Regions from separate parts of the Oryctolagus cuniculus genome. Here region 2 is linked to region 1. A link is a contact called in public Micro-C data. All regions are on one chromosome and are shown on one strand. The core of a region is the stretch at or near the end of the contact, and the rest is flanking DNA. Distances in the headings are between cores, read along the strand shown.

Region 1 (5,088 bases), core at 1,162-3,661:
GACTGGGAAGCTTATGGTTTCCTCCACTGGGTAAGGAAAGGCCTGAGGGTCTCTGATACGTGAAGCAGACAGAGAGGCATGCACTGAGATGCCACATAAGCCACAACCTGGGACACCCACATCCCGCGTTGGAGCGCCTGGCTGACGTCCCAGCTACTGCACTTCTGATCCAGCTTCCTGCTGACGCGCACCCTGGCAGGCAGCAGGTGATGCTCGTGTCCTTGGGTTCCTGTCACCCATGTGGGAGACTGGACTGGAGCTCTGGGTTACTGATTTTAGCCTGGCGCAGCCCAGGCTGCTGGGCAGTTGAGAGTGAACCATAAGACAGAAGTGGGAGCTCTCTCTCTCTTTCAGTCACTCTGCCTTTTGATAAGTAAAACAAAATAAACTTTTTTTTTTTTTAAAGCAAACACACAGGAGCTTGAGGCCCAACCAAAGGGGTCTGGACAAGACCCAGGACAGACTCCAGGATCGTGGGGCTGCAAAGCGTCTCAGACCCCAGTCTCCTAACTGCAAGCCTCCCCTCACCACAGCCCCACCGCGTTCCTCTCCCCGCACCTGCGGCCTTCCCTCAGTCTGAATTCTGAAAACACATCCCAGGTCTGGTCGGGGCAGGAGGGCAGGGGTTTCAACCTCCGGGGGCACTGACATTTGGGGTGGAATAATTCTCTGTGGCGGGGTGCTGCCTGGACCCACAAAGCTATTCAGCCACATTCCCTGGCCTCTGCCCACAGACGCCAGCAGCACCCCACCCGCTGCAACAACCCCAGGTGTTGAGCCACTGAGCTGCGGGAGGCTTCTCAGCTCTGGCCCCACACTGGAGAAAGCAGCCGGCGGGGGGGGGGGGGGGGAGCGGGGGCTTGGAAACTGCCCTGCCCGGGGCCCCGCCCCTTGACTGGGCGGCCAGGCACTGCCTGGAGCTGCCCTCGGCTGTCACTTCCTAAGCCCTCATGTCCCTTTAACGTGCCGCTGGGTCCTCTCTTCCGCCAGACCGCTGCAGAAGCAGGAACTCTGCTGTTCCCTCTCTCCACAAAGCTGCACACGGGGACCTGTGATTTCATGCTCATCAAAAAAGTGCCTGGACCACGCCAGCCCCATCTCACCCAGCATACAGCACGGGGAGCACACAAAGGGAGAAGGGGGCCCAGGAACACCCAGCACCTAACTTTGGTTTCTGGGTCCCACCCCGGAAGGGCAGGGGACACGGGGCTCAGGTCAGGGAACTCCAGGCTACCAGATGAGTTGTTAACTTGTGCAAGCCCAAGTGACTTGGGAAGGGACACAGACGCAGATCAGCGCCTCGCTGAGCCTCGCTTCTGAGTTAAGATCTCCCTCCCCATCCCCAGCTTCCCTCAAAGGTCCCCAGGAGCCAGGGGGCACCTGCTGAGAGACCAGCCTGCCGTCCTGCCTACCCGGCCCTCTGGGACCAGAGGCTCTCCTAAGAGGCGGAATGCAGCCCCCAGTCCCTGTCCCCTGGCGGGGAGGTGGGGAACACTCTCAGCGACCTAGGTGCTCCCAGAGCAGACCTGCCGTCCTCCCTGCTGTGCAGGCCTGAGTCTGCTCACGGGAGGGCAATCCGGGGGCCCAGCTCCCCACAAGGCCATCCAAGCGCCCACCAACGGCTCCTCATCAGAGCACACCCCAGGCATTTCTACAAGCATGAAATGTAAGGCGCCTTCCCTGAGATTTCGCTTCTCCGACATTTGGTGCCAGCAGGGAGCTGGCTCCTTACAGATCTGCCTCGGGTGGCCCCCGCTGGCTTGTTGAGTTCAGTCCAAGGCAGGGAGGCCTTGCACCCCGAGGGGGCCAGCGGGACAGCCACTTCTTCCCAAGCCTCCCTCCCCTCACCCTGTTGCCTGGAGACAGGACGCATTCCTGGTGCTTCCTCTTCATTCTCCAGGAGCCTCCAGGAAACTGGCCTGGGGCCGGGCAGGGGGAAGCAGGAGTGACATTTCCTCACAGACACCCGCCCCTGCGCCTCCCCACCAGGGCTCCCCCGGGGAACAAGGCCCCCTTTGAAAGCCCGTGTTTACCCCAGCCATGGCCAGAGGTTGCCATGGCCACGTCCCCTTGGCAGGCCGGGCCTGGGCGGGACTGGCCGGAGCTGCCTCAGTGTCTGGACACCCCACTCCACCCTCTTCTCGGGCCCCTACCGGCCTCCAGAGCCCCATCTCCTGGGCTTCTGCTTGAAGCACTGACTTCTGTCCAGCCCCCAGGGTGGAAAACATAACCTCAGAGGGCATGAACGAAGGTGACCGCTCCTTCCTCTGGGGCTTCAGAGAGAGAGAGAAGGGGACAGGGAGCCCAAGCCCAGGGCAGCCAGGTCCCCAGGCACCTCCCCAGGAGCTGCCCTGCCTGCTGATGGGAATGACTTCTTTACGTAATTCATTACGGCTGTGTCCCCGCGGAGCCTGATCAGGCAGAGGCCTGACCTCAGCTGCCAGGGCGGAAAGGGAGGGGCCCCCTCCCGGCCTCAACCTGAACCTGGCAGGCTGCGGGCTGCCCCAGGACAAAGGCAGTGGGAGCGGCTGACAGCATGGGCCCCTGGGGGAGGGGGGCTCCCAAGAACACAAAGGCGGCCCCGCCCTCGCTTGGTCCTCCCCCAGGAGAAGCACCAGCCAGCGGGGTCGCTGAATAATTCAGCCCTCGGCTTGCGCCCGTGAGCACCAGGCCTCTTCCTCTGGAAAGCTCTGGGCTCTGCGGTTTCACAGAAGGAAGCACTGAGCCCTGGCTTTCGACCCAACACCCCCAGGCCCCTGGCCCGGGACTGCCGGGAAGGAGCCACGAAACTTCCAGAAATCTGCAGCGTCATCCTGAAGGCCACGCTGTGGAGCGGCAGTGGCTGGGAAGCGGACGGGGCGGCAGCAGGGGAGAGGCAGCTGGCAGGGCCCTGTGCGTGCGTGGCCAGGCTGCACCTGCCCTGTCCGCGGGGTCTCTCCGGCCCTCTGCACACACCTTTCCCCACCGTGCAGCCCTACAAGTTCACGCTCACCCTTAAAGGCCTTGGCTGCGGTCCCTGGAGCTGGCCAGCCCTGACCACTATGAACCATGCACTGACACTGTGTGGCACACTCAGCGCAGCCCTATGAGGTAGGTCCTCAAACATCCTTACTTCACAGTGAGGAAGCTGAGGGTGAAGATCGGCCCAGGTGGCCCAGCAGGGCAGGGGAGAATGAGATTCAGACCCAGCTGGCCCAGTTCTGAGGTGCAGGCACGCCGGCTGCACGTGCAGAACCTCCCAGGAGCAGCAGTCAGGTAGGTCGGAGCGAGGGGCAGGGCCAGGGCCAGGGCCAGCGTGCCGTATCCGGGCCCTCATCTGTGCGCATCAGAGCCATCTGCAGAAGCATGTGTATTCACGCAGGAGAGAGACACGTTTACCCTCCATGATCAGAGCCTCACCCTGGGCGATGGCCCTGTCCGCCGTGACCTCTCTCTCTCCCATGCCTGCTCCCAGCCCTCCCAACAGTCAGCCCCCTGCCTCCAGCCAGAGTTTTCGATTCCCTCTCACAGCGCTGGAATCGCTCCCTGCCCCTGTAGGGCGGTGCAGTGTCCAGGACTCCCAGGAGGAAGCCCCACACCACCAGCCGACTCACTTGGAAGCAGCACCTTCCAGTTCTCAGGTCTTCCATACTGACTTCATCCAATCCACATGGCAACCCTTGAGCCAGGTCAGTGTGGACACCTTTTGAAGGTTATCTGCCCAGATCCCATCTCTTCTGTGAGGACTGTCTGGACAGGGAAAGGCCCCCAAGACCATTACTTGCCCATATCCTCCTGGCCACCACTGACTGGACCTGCAATAGACTGCTGACCCAAAGGAGCCAATCAGATCCCCTCCAGCAACCGGAATTAAAGTTCAGACACAATGTGGTCTCTGATGGTTACTAGAACGAGAACGGGTGTATCTGGGAGAGGAGGGGCTGGGACATCTGACACACACCCAGACACAGCAGCACCCTGCAGGTGCACTAAACAGAGGCGCTGAGGGCAGCTGCCCTTGTTCTGGGACGTGGGAGACCAGAAGTACTTTCTGCACTGGATTCTGGAATTCCCCAGTCACTTCAAATACAAGGAGCGTGGGATGGGCGTTTTGACTAGTGGTTAAGCATCTGCAGTGGGGCTGGCTCTGTGGTGCTATGGGTTAAGCCACTGCCCATGACACCAGCATCCCATAGCAGAGCTCTGGTTCAAGTACCAGTCCTGACTGCTCTGTTTCTGAACCAGCTCTCTGATGATGCTCTTGCAAAGGCGGCAAAAGATGGTCAAGTCTTTGGGCCCCTGCCACACAGTGGGAGACCGAGGTGGAATTCCTGGCTCCTGGATTCAGCCTGGCCCACACCTAACCATTGCAGTCACTTGGGGAGTGAACCAGTGGATGCAAGATCCCTCTCCCTGTATCTGCTCGCTCCCTGTGTCTCGCCCTCTCTCCATCACTCTGCCTTTCAAACAAAATTTTTAAAAAATCTTTAAAAAGAAAAAGACACGTGCAGGCCATATCAGAGTGCCTTCCTGGGCTACTCAGCCCCACTGCTGGTACCAACTTCCTGCTGAAGCACACCCTGGAAGGCAGCAGTGATGCCTAAGTGACTGGGTCCCTGCCACCCATGTGGGAGACCCAGATTGAATTCCCAGCTCTTAGCTTTGGCCTGGTTGCAGGCATTTGGGGAGTGCACCAGTGGATGAGAGCTCTGTCTCTCCACCTCTCAAATAAATTTAAAATAATACAAGTAGTGCAAGCTGTTTTCTGCCCCTCGCCATCAGCAGAGTCTGAACTATGATAGGCTGGTAACAGGATCCTCCTGGTACAGACGAGGAAAGAGGCCTCAGAGGCCAAGTGCCTGACGAATGCCACATGACCGACACATAAGAGCGCAGCTCCAGCCAGCGCCACGGCTCAATAGGCTAATCTTCCGCCTGCGGGGCTGGCACCCCAGGTTCTAGTCCCGATTTGGGTACCAGTTCTGTCCCGGTTGCTCCTCTTCCAGTCCAGCTCTCTGCTATGGTCCGGGAAGGCAGTGGAGGATGGCCCAAGTACTTGGGCCCTGCACCCACATGGGGGACCAGGAGGAAGCACCTGGCTCCTGGCTT
Region 2 (5,088 bases), core at 990-3,489, 46 kb after region 1:
TTAACACTTTTCCACCAGATGAATAAAGGACTTTAATTAGCTGAAAAAATTAAATAATATAAAATCTAATTAAAATCTGAATCAGTAAATGCTTGGCATTTGTTTTATCCAAGAAAAGAATTAATAGCAATAACAAAAATTCCAAAAGATTTTCCAAGTAGCTTTCCAAAGATGAATTACAGGTTTTTCCTTTACAGAAAGAACACTTGCTTTCTTCAGTCTCCATTAAGTTTATAGATACCAGGTTTAAAATGTTTTTTATCACTCCTGAATCTACAACGGGCCATTTTAAAGTTTTGTGTTTTTTTTTTTCCAGAAAAGGCATTTGCCACCTTTACACTAACTGGATGGTAGATAATTTTGTTATCATTTTTTTCCAATGAATTCTTAAATTGATTATCACACTGTTATCAAGCTCACCAAAGCACAATGAAACAATACTAGTTCAGAATGACAAAAGGGGAATGAGTTCCATAATTTTGAGTATTTTCAATTTTAAGAAGCTTGAATACTTCCACAACTACTAAGAAGAATCAAGTTGCCCATATTTGAAAGAACTTATGTCTTAACACAATAAAGCAGATGTACACGATAGGCATCGTTTGAAACCTTCTATTCCCTACACTAAGTCCACCGGGATGGGTCCAGGGGCCGGGAGGACATTCTTCTGAAAATTCTGCATCCGTTCCTGGATAGTTCCGAAAGGTCTCAAGCGCCCGTCTACGCGTTTGGGATTTGGCGAAGTATTCCAAGAAGGAAAATAACTCAGAGGCGGGAAGAACGCTCTTAGAAGTGACGAGCTTCCTAACCTCCTCGGGTTCCCAAGTTTCCCTGTGAGCTCATCGCTGCTGCCCACTAAATGCTTCGTCTGCAAACAGAAACGAAGCAGGAGAAAGTAGGTCCCAGCCGAGTCTTTCCAAGAGGGGGTCCCCCAACGAAAGTGAGTTGGCAAGAGGATCGCCGCCGGCGTTATCAACCGCGGCCGCTTTTAAGTTTCTTGCAAAAAAGCGCACTCCAACACCCCGGCGAGTGACTCATCTGGGGGCTTTGTAAGCGGACTTTGTTTGCGCTCTCCACTTCGCGTCGCCCCGCTCGGCCGGCCGCAGGCAGCGTCCGCCCGGAGCGCCGCCCCCCGCCCGGCCCGGCGCGGCGGCCCGGGGATTCCCCGGGCTGAATGGGCCGGCGGGAGAGCTGGACAGAGCGAGAGGTGTCAGCTGCCAAGGCTCGGCTGCGGCTCGCGAGAGGAACACTGGGGCCCCGGCGAGAAAGTTTGGGGAGGGGATGTACGCTCACGACACCCCTGCCTCAAGAGCACAGACACGAGGGGGGCGGCGGGCAGGGGGAGTGGCGGGCAGCCCGGGGAGTCCCGCTATTCGCCTGGATGTGCCAGGGGGTTAGAAAGTCAACACACACACGCACACGCACAAAAAGAGAGGGGACCGAGGGGAAAGGGCGGGAGAGCGAGCCAAAGACGGACCAAGTGCATGTCGGGGGGCCCTCGGCAGGACCTGGGGACCCCCTCACCCCACCGCGCGGGCCCGGGCCCGGCGCGCAGTGGCCGAGCAGCCGCGCTATCCAGCAGCCCGGCGCTCTCCTTTCTCTGGGCTGCGGGCTGGTGACAGCGATCGGCCTCCTCCCTTCCCCTTCGGGGCGGGAGGGAAGGGTGTGTATGCGTGTGTTACTGTGTGCTGGGGGGGCTCCGGGGTTCACCCCGAGGCCTGCTCGCTCCCCCGCACCCCGCGAGGCCGCCTCCTATCACCTCAGCAGCCCGGCTCCGCCGGGGCGGGCGGGCGGAAAAACAAAGGGGGATTAAGGCCGGGCCGGAGAGCGGAGCCGGGAGGGAGGGGAGGAGGAGCGCCCGCCCGCCCGCCCGCCAGCCCGGGGCCCGGCCCCCCTGTCCCCCCCGTGCCCCCCCGGGGGGGCCCCCAGTACCTGGAACAGGAACGCGGTCCAGTTGGCCTCCATGGCTGCGGCGGCCGACCCCCCTCCTCCCCACTCCCCCCGCTCGGGGAGCCTCCTCAGCCGGAGGAGGCGACAACAAAGCGGCGGCGGCGGCGGCGGCGGCAGCGGCAGCGGCGGCTCCTCAACATGGCAGCGCCGAGCGCGGCCACTTCCGGTAACCTCCGGGACGCACCACCGCGGCGGCGAGCGCGGGCGGGGGGGGAGCCCCGGCCCGGCCGCCGCCGCCCCCAGCTGCCCGGACCCCCGGTGCGCGTCCCCGCCGCCGGCCCGCCGCCTCAGAGCTCAGCCAGTGCCCGCCGGCGGTGGGGTCAGGGCCCCCGCGGGGGGGCTGGGGTGGGGCCGGGGGCGGGGATGGGGCGCGGCGTCCCCCCCCGCGGGGGTGTGTGGTGCTGCGGTCCGTGGCTCAGGCAGCTGGAGCAGGGGGAGCTCAGGAGAGAAGATGGAGGACGCCAGGGTCTGGCGCTGGCCCTCTGGGCACAGCTGGGCCGTCTCCCGTGACTCAGACACGGTGCCCAGCAGTGCCGCGTCCCTAGCAGCCCCTCAGCGGAGGGCACAAGCCATGGCGGTCACCCAATTCTTCAGTCCCGCATGTACAGCATAGCCCCCACCTCGAAATTGGGGGAAGCCCCGCGGACTTGCGGTGTTTCGCCCCTTAGGCGTTTCTTTTCTGGTCCGCCAAGCCCTGGGAACTCTCGCTGAGCGAGGTCATCTCCCTCTGAGTAGCCTTTCCATCGCCGGCAGGGAATCCCACTGGGGTGCCGCCTCAGATCCTCCCAGGGTGGAGGGAAGCACTTCCCACGCACAGACATGTCATTACTGGGTTATTCTTGGGTGAAGGGCTGGGCTTCCCCACCCTCCCCTTCACTCCAGATATGATGTGAAATTCTACCCCAAACCCCTCCTCTCCCACCAACAAAATAAAAACAAGTGAGAAAATATAGCCATGAAATTATTTTAGTCCTTGAGTACAGTCTGCTTCCTCCTTCAGCCCCCTCCCGCCAATAAAAAATGGAACTTCTGGTTGGACAGCGTCAGGAGATGTCACTGAGGTGACCCCAGCCTCTGTCTGCAGTTCCAAGTCTTCCATGTAGGCGTCACTGCTACTGGAACTTTGTAGAAGAGCCTGTGTGATGATGTCCTGAACGTTTTCTATCCTTTCCTCACACAGAAGTAGCTACTGGGAATATCAGAGACAAGCTATTATTAAACAAGTGTCTCCAGTCCAAGAAATCTGTGGTGGGGAAATGAGGGGGCAGGCTATATCAGTTATAGTCTTATGAACTTTAGCTTAAAAAAATTCCTCAGATGGCTGCATTATTTCAAGACTTCCAACATCTTTCAAAACCAACTCTTATCATCCCCTCCATTCATTCCCCTCCACACAGGTCACCACCTCCAACTTCCTTCAGCGATACACAGTAAAATCTGAAGAGGTACAGTGCTTGGACAGTCTGTGCTTCTTTTCTGTCCCCTACACAATGTTCCCCCCACCTCCCCCTTTCCTTCCCTCAGTCACCAGAATGAAGGGGCTGGAATCGTTGATCTGGTTCCTTTTAGAGAGCCGATGCCCCATTGGATACTGCCCGGAGACCTTGGGGATCAATGAGAAGCTCTGCGGTTTGGATCAGTAGCAGAAGCAGGTAACACCAGGGAACCGGTCAGCCTAAGACAGGAGGGGACAGAAAATGATGAAGACTTTCTGATGCACATTCTTCAGCTAAACTACTATGGAGGCCCCCATGTCTCCTCTAAATGTCCATTAGTTTATTTTAGAAACAAAAACAAAATGGCTCGGGAAGCTGAAGTGTGTACGAGGGTGCTTCATACTTCAAAAAGTTCATGGAAAATGGAATTAAAAGATGCTTATTGGGGCACAAAAATTTGAAACCACATACAGCTTTTGATAACGTGCATCTTCTAGGAACTTTTGGAAGTACCTTTATATACACATGCACACTGAAGAGGGAAACAAAATGCAAATCTAAGGCATAATCTTTGCTCTTGCTGACTTTGGATACTGCATGTCTTTTTATTCTCATTGGTAGCACTGTCTCTGCTGCTCCCCTGCCTTAACATATTCGCTCCAGGGTCTCTGTGATGCACTCCCTCAGGTTTCTTCCTCCCTTTGCATCCTCCCATTAGCTGCTATCTTCCAAACTATAGTGAAAAAATAAACTTTAGGAGTACAAAAACTAGTACATAATGAATACCATTACTGCTGGACTCTCTTGAACTTCTTACCCTGAGACCTAGTAATATGTTCCTCAAGCTTTCTCATAGCACTTCTGGGAAGAGGTTTCCCTGCTAACAGGAAACAGAGGTCAAGGAAAAGCAGTCTAGTTCTCATTACTGAAGAACTGGGATTCAGAAGCATCACCTTTCTTGAGGAAAATGGCTAATTTTATCTCTACTAATAAGACAAAACCACAATTCTGACTGTTCTCCAAACTCTCTTTTAAAAAGAAAAAAAATTGACAATCTTTTAAACGCAGATGAAACTTCAAACATCTAGAAGGGAAACATCAAAAAAGTTTGGAACAAGTACTCAGAAACAATCAGGTCTGTCCCAGGAATACAATGAAGTAAGATCAAAGATTCCATCCCTAGAAACAGCATCATCTCTACCTTTAGGACAACAATGAATATCTTTAGCCACAAACTGAACAAGCTCCTCCTCAGGCCAGCTTCTACACACAGACCATACTCTGGTATCCAGTCAAAAGACTACAAATGTCTGGACAGTAAGTTCATCTTGGTCACTGTAAGCAATTTCCAGTCAATCAATAGTGCTACCGTCAGGCATGATAAACAAAAAATATGGTGGACCCACATCCATCCAAACAAGTCAGATCCCCAACTCACCCTGCTCAAATTTCTCTCTCTTCCTGCTCTACCTCAAATTATATGACTTGTCACCTTTCAGGACCTTAATTTCCTTATCTGGAAAATAAAGAGTAAAACCTCACTGGAGTGACCTCTGGATTAAATGAGAAATGTATGTAAAATGCTTAGAGCATTTCCTAAATATAACAGGGGCTAAGTAAATACTTTTATTATTGATTTTGAGTGGCTCTAAATTAACTTTAGAGCTGAGAACTAGCATACCAGCTCTGAGTCAGTTAACAT

What was found. A called contact is a pair of places that touch in the nucleus more often than the background predicts.
Region 2: a Micro-C map of ear pinna shows a contact between it and region 1, with 2.1 times the contacts expected there. The contact joins the promoter of VEZF1 here to the enhancer-like site in region 1. A contact is called at or near these places in 2 of 6 Hi-C or Micro-C datasets (ear pinna and skin fibroblasts).

What each region holds. Positions count from the first base shown.
Region 1 is chr17:33,386,795-33,391,882 of mOryCun1.1, forward strand. All of the region lies in intron 1 of CUEDC1 (CUE domain containing 1), which reads right to left. Among named protein-coding and RNA genes, the nearest start is that of CUEDC1, 15 kb to the right of the region's middle. Within about 2 kb of position 2,412, at least 5 of the 8 cell types and tissues checked have an H3K27ac peak or open chromatin away from gene starts, as enhancers often do. A contact at or near this core is called in ear pinna, where this site is marked.
Region 2 is chr17:33,432,535-33,437,622 of mOryCun1.1, forward strand. It overlaps VEZF1 (vascular endothelial zinc finger 1), which reads right to left and starts at 2,240. Exons shown (of 6, transcript XM_051824818.2): 1 at 1,933-2,240. The coding sequence starts at 1,965. SRSF1 (serine and arginine rich splicing factor 1) reads right to left here. Exons shown (of 6, transcript XR_011383534.1): 5 at 3,479-3,625; 6 at 2,901-3,139.